Linked DNA regions of Rattus norvegicus: region 1 is linked to region 2. A link is a contact called in public Hi-C data. All regions are on one chromosome and are shown on one strand. The core of a region is the stretch at or near the end of the contact, and the rest is flanking DNA. Distances in the headings are between cores, read along the strand shown.

Region 1 (3,584 bases), core at 855-3,354, 55 kb before region 2:
TGGGTCATTCTGTCCCCATCCACAAAACAGCTGGACACTAGTCTAGAGTGTCGGGGAGGGCTCGCTTGGGGCTGCAGTGATCATAGTGGCCATGGCAGGAGGTAGCATGTGAAGCCTGCTTGGGTCAACATCCTAGAGACCTCCATCTTGGGTTTCCCGAAGGCTTCTTCTCACTCCTGCTGCTGCTCAGCTCTATCTGGGCAGACTCCAACTTTGTAGAAAGGCTCTGTCTCAGGCAGAGGAGTACATGGGTCAAGTTCCATTTTACTTGTTCCTTCTGTGCATTGCTGTGCAGGGTGCTTGCCCTCTCTGAGCTTCAGTGACAAGGGCTGGTCCCTGGCTGGGATGCAGTGGAGACACCCTGGAGTGGGAGCAGGTATCAGCATCTGTAGGAGGCAGTGTGCGGGGTGCCAGCAGCCCAGAGCTTGGAGGCTAGAACACAGAGAGGAGAGTGGTGAGATGAGGTCCTGACCCCTGACCCCTGATCCCTGCTCACAGGAAACAGTAGGTGAGCCGTTCTTCCTGCTGTTATGCGCCATCAAGCAGCAGATCAACAAAGGTTCCATCGACGCCATCACAGGCAAAGCCCGATACACACTTAATGAGGAGTGGCTGCTGAGAGAGAACATTGAGGCCAAGCCCCGGGTGAGCCAGGGGCAGGGCACTTGTCCAGGAGTGGGCGGGTGCTCTTAGCTGGGCCATCCTGGCCTCCAGTCTTGACTGAGCCTTGTGATGACTATGGCCCTCAGCTGACACCCCCTCTCTTGCGCAGAACCTGAACGTGTCCTTCCAGGGCTGTGGTATGGATTCACTGAGCGTGCGGGCCATGGACACTGACACGCTGACGCAGGTGAAAGAGAAGATCCTGGAAGCCTTCTGCAAGAATGTACCGTACTCGCAGTGGCCGCGGGCGGAGGACGTGGACCTCGGTGGGCAAGGGCGGGCACCATGCCTGGCAGCTGGCCGCTGCAGCCTCTTTCCCTGTGTTAGTCAAGGCCCCAGGGTTCCCCATGAGGAAGAAACCCTGCTTCTGCAGCTGTGGGCAACAGCAGAAAGCAATCAAGAAAATCGTCTCAAAGAGAGCTTGGTGGTTGGGTTTTGAAGGGTGTGTAGGAGTCCTGGTCAGACCCTGTACCAGAAATTGTTCCTAAAGTTCACTCGGAACCAGCCCTGCTCTGGACTCTGGACAGTTGGGGTGCACAGCCGGGCTCCCAGAGGGCTGTGGCCTGCTTCTGATTCTAGGAGAATGGGAAGTTTCTTTTGCTGTGGCCCAGACTAATGACTGCCCCTAGGGCCACCTCTTCGTAGTCCTGATGCCCCTTTTCTCCTCCAGAATGGTTTGCCTCAAGCACCCAGAGCTACGTCCTCCGGGACCTGGATGACACGTCAGTGGTGGAGGACGGCCGTAAGAAACTGAACACGCTAGCCCACTACAAGGTACCTAAACTGACCCAGCTGCCCTACCACCTCTCCTCTAGCCTCAGACCTCTAACCTCAGCCTCTCCTCTGTCAGATACCTGAGGGTGCCTCCCTAGCCATGAGCCTCACAGACAAGAAGGACAATACCCTGGGCCGAGGTAAGTAGGCTTGTAGCTGGGGAGGTGGTCCAGGCGTGGTGGAGGGCGCTCCCTTCTTGGGCCCTTTCTGAGCTGTGCTGGGGGCAGCTAAGATGTGGAGAGGGGGTCCCCACCTCCATGCTGGAGCAAAGTTGATTGCTTCCAGCAACTACAGCAAGGCCCCAGGAGGGCACATGCCCTTCCAAGAGGCCTGGGCCATGGCCTGATCAGAGCTGGTTGCATGACCCGTGGGCTCCAGGCCACATCCCTGCCTCCAACCCTAGTCCACGTCCTCACAGGCCCTAGGCCCAGATCCATGGGGGTCCCAGGGTCCAGCCTGAAGTAGAAAGCCACATCTTGGCTCTCCCCCTAGTCTTCCCCACCCACCCCAACTCGGGTTACCTTCCCCACCCCCCTCATTTGTTTATCCTGTATTTCCCTTTTGCAGTGAAAGACTTGGACACAGAAAAGTATTTCCATTTGGTGAGTGCCCAGCCTCAGGCCCTGGGGAGCAGGGCTTTGCTGGGCGGGGCTTTGGCTTTCTGCCTCCCTTAGCCTCCAGGAAAATGCTCCTAGGCCCTGGGAAAAGCCAGAGTGGGTGAAGGAACAGGGGTGGGCCTGGTGCGGGGCAGCACAGGGCAGGCTTCCATGGGAGGACTGAGGAGGATGCCCTTGGGTACCAACCTGGCCCACCTTGCAGGTGCTACCTACGGATGAGCTGGTAGAGCCTAAGAAGTCTCACCGGCAGAGCCACCGCAAGAAAGTGTTGCCAGAGATCTACCTGACCCGCCTGCTGTCCACCAAGGTGGGCCCAACCTCCATCTCCACCCCTGGAGGGGCTTAAAGGGGGCCCTGTGCTCCAAGGAGAAGTCTGTATTCTTCCTGCCACCCCACTCCCCAAGTACACCCCCACCCCTCCAAGAAAGCATCATTGGCAAACTCAGTCAAGAATCTTGAGGCTCAAGGATGTTCCGAGGCTGGGCCAGTGACGCACATCTTCCCTGCAGGGCACACTGCAGAAGTTCTTGGATGATTTGTTCAAGGCTATCCTGAGCATCCGAGAGGATAAGCCCCCGCTGGCCGTCAAGTATTTCTTTGACTTCCTAGAGGAACAGGCGGAGAAGAGAGGCATCTCTGACCCTGACACCTTGCACATCTGGAAGACCAACAGGTGGTGACCAGGGGTGGGGTAGGGTGGAGGTGTGGGGGGCACCATGAGGTTAGGGCGCCAGTGGTACGATGGCATCAGGGCAGCCAAGGCACCAGGGCAAATGATGGCCTCACTTAGCTAAGGCAGAGCCTGCCTGGCCTGAATGCTTCTTGTCTTCAATCAGCTCCTACTTGGCCATTTGTCCGGTGAGAGACTTAGCACTCAGTGCTGCAGTTTCCCCTCTGTGAAGCCAGAAGGCATCATATGGGCTTGCCTTTGCTCCCCCTCATGCCACATCATACAGAGGGAAATGAAGGCCTAGAAAGCAGCAGTCATCCGGGTCCAAGGGCACACACTGGGAAGTGGCAGTGCACATCGGCTGGGACTCCCACGCCTACTCTGTAGCTTCCTTTGAGGCCCATCTTATTTCTGGGGTCACACACTACCCCACCAAGAAAGTCCGAAAACTCTTTTAAGTCTGCCCCTCAGAAATGCCTGTGCAAATTCAGTTGCAGATTCTCTTGGCTCTGGGTAGGGGTGGGGGAGCAGGCACCCCAGGCTCTGCAGGGTTGAGCAGGGGGGGTTGTCCCCAACCCTCTCTGGCCTCCTGAGGACAGTCAGCCCTGCCTTCTTCGTGCAAGGCTGAGTGGGGGAGGAGCGTGGATGCAGGCAGCAGGGTGGGGGCTTCTAATGAGAACCAGGAGTCTAGATGCGTGCGTGCGAAGGGGAGGAAGGTTCTCTGGGGTGAGGGTTGGCCTCTAGCTGGCAGGGGAAGAGTGACATACCCAGAGGCTGCAGGGGCCGTGAGGACCAAGCATTGTCTACTTCCCGGCCCCTCCACTGAGCTCCTGCTCCCGCCTTGTTCCTGCCCCCACAGC
Region 2 (3,746 bases), core at 1,031-3,530:
GAGGCCTCAGGACAGTCACAAGAAATCAATTGAGTGCTCTCTGCTTTTCCCCAGAAATAGTTCCTTAAGCACAATTCTCAGTTCACAGACCATAAACAAAGGTAGACCATTTGAACTAAGACATGACAAGTGGTAAGAGTCAGCTCCCTCCCTGGCCAGTTACTTTTGTGCAAAGAAAAGTGATATTCTGTAGCCTTGGATAAAGACTCCAAGGGCCCCACTGGCTACCACCAAGCATCATCCCTGAGAGCCAGCAGCATGAGATAATGGCATTCAACTAGCCCTTGCCCACCTGTGTGGGAGGAGACTGACAACCAGTGATCTGCTGGGTAGAGGGCCAGGGAGGGCTCACAAGGCAAAAGTGGCAACACTTGGGGAAAAGCAAGGGAACAGTGTGGGTCTCCCCTGAGGTTCTGAACATGGGCATGTGCCCTGTCCTCTCCTAACTTTCCTTTCTCCACCACTGAGCAGGGCCAACATCGAGCCAAGGACTTTGTACACATCCCTCATGACTCTGGTTGCATAGGAACAGACTCAGTGAACAACAGCTACTGGACTGTAGTCTCCCTGTCTCAGCTCTGCTGGCCCCTGCCCTCGCCACCCCACACAAGGCTGAGGCCCACGATAGATAAGTGTTTACTTTGCTCAACTGAGTTGGAGGGGCAAGACATTTGCAATTTCTTCACTGCTTCCTTCTGGGAGCTCCAATGTGTCTCACATTCCCTTAGCCTCACAATAAATCTGTTCAGGAGAAAGAAATGTGTATGCCTTTTTTACAGACAGACAGCACTGAGATACACAGAAATTAAAAATAGTGTCTTCCATCACCCATAAATGGTGCAGTCAGACCAGATTCTTTAGCCTACCACAGGCCTTCTGGGCAGGAGGATGCCTTAGTAGGCCATGTTGGAAACATTTGGGAAATGCTTTATTCACTGGCAGATTACTTACATCCAGGAGAATGGCAATAGCTACTCATTCCAGAGTGGTATACCAGGTTCTAAGAGCCTAACTCTGCCTTACAGCAGTACCAGAGAAGGATTGACCCCCATCTTGGATTTTTGCAACAGGGTTTCTCTGTGTAGCCCTAGTTGTCCTGAAACTCACTCTGTAGACCAGGCTGGCCTTCAACTGAGAGATCCACCTGTCTCTGCCTTATGTACTGGAATTAAAGGTGAGCACCACCGTATAGATCCCATCTTAGGAACAACGAACCAAAGCTTAGAGAGACCCATACCTTCTGTCTTATTCAACTTCTAAGTGACTAATCAGGGTTGCTTCTATGTGGCCCCTCCATCCCCCAGAGCAGACTCCAGGGCATCCCCATGTCTTCAGGATTACTAGCCACTGCATCCTGTGACAGAAGATGCTTTCAACAGTTACCTCAATAGTGCTGATCAGTTCTAGGTATCGAAGATCTTGGACTCTGGTGAAGGCCTATGGGAAAGCAATAAGAAAGAGTCAGCTGCCTACTTGTTCTCCACAGGCTGATGGGGGTAGGACACATCAAGCTCTAAAAAGAGAGCCAGCAAGCGGGGAAGGGAAACTCGATTCATCATTGTGTGCTTGGGAGGTGTGCCACCCAGCGAGGCTCAGCCTGTCTTCATCTCAAGGATTAGTCCTTACAAAGAACTGTAAAGAAGTCCTGGGAGCATCAATCATTTTGGGATTAGGTAAAACAGAACTATGATCCTGTAGTCTACAGTAGAACCCCTTGCCAGACAGACATTGCTCATAATGGAAAGGCAAGCCAGGCTGATTCCAGTCAATGGCATCTGCAGAGTAGGCAAGACACACAGACAAGAGCCTGCATGCTTCTCCCTTTGATTTGGATGGGCAGCAGTAGACAGCTCTGCTAACTCAACGGTGCCACACACACAGAGCACATAGGGAGAGGAGGGAAAAGCTCAGGAAAGCAGTTCTGAAGGAGGAGGCAGAGAATAATCGCCTGGTCTCTACAAAGTAAACTTGCATGTTAATCCTGAATATGTATCCTCTGCTTGGACTCCCGAAGGGGTAGAGACTTCTGATGCATGGATTTCTAGGTTGTGAGGGTCAGACAGATTGGTGCCAGTGAAGTGCCTTTTGCTGCTTTTGGGTACCACAAGGAACTTAGGGGAACTGAACCTCTGTGTATTTTGCTGGCAACATCTCTGCCAAGCTGTGCTTTCTGTGTTGTTCATGTGAAATGCACTGACACATGCCCAGAGCAGCAGCTTCTGAGCCATTATGGTTTAGAATGCACAACAGCCTTTGGCCACTGCTAAGCACCCTCTATGCTACAAGAACGGGGAGTTTCCGGCTGCCTCACAGATGGCCACAGGGTGATTTCATCCTTCTACCCTACAGGGCCGGGATCTATTCAAAAGCTAGGGACACAGGAATTTCTCTTGGCCCTGGTCCCCTTCCCTAGTCCAGGGGTTCACAGTGGAAAGGGGAGGTTTGGCAGCTAAATCTCCCTTAGCCAAGAGCTACCCAAGTCTGAAGCAGATACCCTAGGGAGGACACTTCCTGTCTAAGCATGAGCAGTGGCAGACAGCAGGATTAGGCAAAGCACTGCCCGAGAGGGACCTGGCAAGGGGCTTTCTTTCTGAAACAAGACTTACTATGTTACCTAGGCTGACCTTGAACATCGTCACTCAAGGGCTCTTCCTGCTGCAGCCTGCAAAAAGCTGCGGGCCTGGGGGTGTGTGTTACAGGCACATTGCAGTGCCCAGTACTTGGCTTTGCTTGAGGAACTGGTAAAAGGGTCAGTCAGCTAGTGTGAACAAAGTAAAAACTGCCTTCCTGATTTGTGTCTTGAAACACATAAAGAAGTAGGTCCCTGGTAATGGGCAGAGTAGGAAAAAGACTCAGGTCTCAACCCAACAGGACCTTGAGCTATTTCCTTCCTATGAATGGGCTTCAGCAACCTTCTTTGTGGTCAGGCAAGCAAGTGATGCCTTTCCAAGGGTCTTTCCGGTTCTGAGCACTGGACTCTTGAGTTTGATACATCTGTCACTGACATCCTTCAGCCCTGATACACTGCAGAATCAGGGTGCTATTCGGAGTGGTCAGTCACAAGACTGTGAATAACTTCCACAGTGGGAAGTGGGGAGCAGGAAACAGATGCAGCTGGCAGTGCTAAGTAGCTCTCCTGTGCCATCTAGTGGGGGTACCCTTCTAGGCCAGGCCCCTCCATCCACAAGTCTGAGTCCTGAATGACTGGCATCCAGGGGAGAGGAAAGCCAAGGATTAAGACATCAGTTAAAGTCCAAAGCTCTATGACTTTCCTAAATATGCTGCCCACAAGAAATATACACATAATTTTCATTTGTCAAGTAAAATGACTAAAGAAATACCATCTAACAAAGAACCCAGTGCTTTGATATGATCGTGTCTATTCTCAAGTGTTCTGGGATGCAAGGTGGGGTATGAAATGAATAGAAGGTTATAGCACAGTTTCAGTTCCCTTTATCTGAACATGTGCTCAACGACTCACAAAGGCCATGTGCTGAGTGGTACAGGCCACTCTTAGGCTCTAGGTGTGAAGGGTAACTATCTAGAGGGAAGGTAACTTTATTTCTAGCTACACACAAGGAAGATATCCTGAAAACCTGTTGGTATTCCTTACAGGCTTGCATTTCTAGGTAGGGCAGGAGAAGGAAGTTCCTCCAGGAGAAGGAACTCTCTCCTGAATTCCCAAAGCCCTAATCTAATACTTCCCAATGCTTATCTGATCTAAAAACATGTAGGTAATTATTGGT

Evidence for each region. A called contact is a pair of places that touch in the nucleus more often than the background predicts.
Region 1: a contact with region 2 is called in a Hi-C map of psoas muscle, with 2.8 times the contacts expected there. The contact joins two enhancer-like sites. A contact is called at or near these places in 6 of 12 Hi-C or Micro-C datasets (Schwann cells, frontal cortex, kidney and 3 more).

Annotation. Positions count from the first base shown.
Region 1 is chr4:150,678,186-150,681,769 of GRCr8, reverse strand. Plxnd1 (plexin D1) reads left to right here. Exons shown (of 36, transcript NM_001395052.2): 26 at 499-645; 27 at 773-929; 28 at 1,334-1,437; 29 at 1,514-1,577; 30 at 2,005-2,039; 31 at 2,257-2,361; 32 at 2,564-2,727; 33 at 3,584. Among named protein-coding and RNA genes, the nearest start is that of H1f8, 14 kb to the right of the region's middle. Within about 2 kb of position 2,104, at least 26 of the 93 cell types and tissues checked have an H3K27ac peak or open chromatin away from gene starts, as enhancers often do.
Region 2 is chr4:150,623,060-150,626,805 of GRCr8, reverse strand. Ift122 (intraflagellar transport 122) reads right to left here. Exons shown (of 29, transcript NM_001309521.1): 16 at 1,384-1,437. Among named protein-coding and RNA genes, the nearest start is that of Rho, 28 kb to the left of the region's middle. Within about 2 kb of position 2,280, at least 18 of the 93 cell types and tissues checked have an H3K27ac peak or open chromatin away from gene starts, as enhancers often do.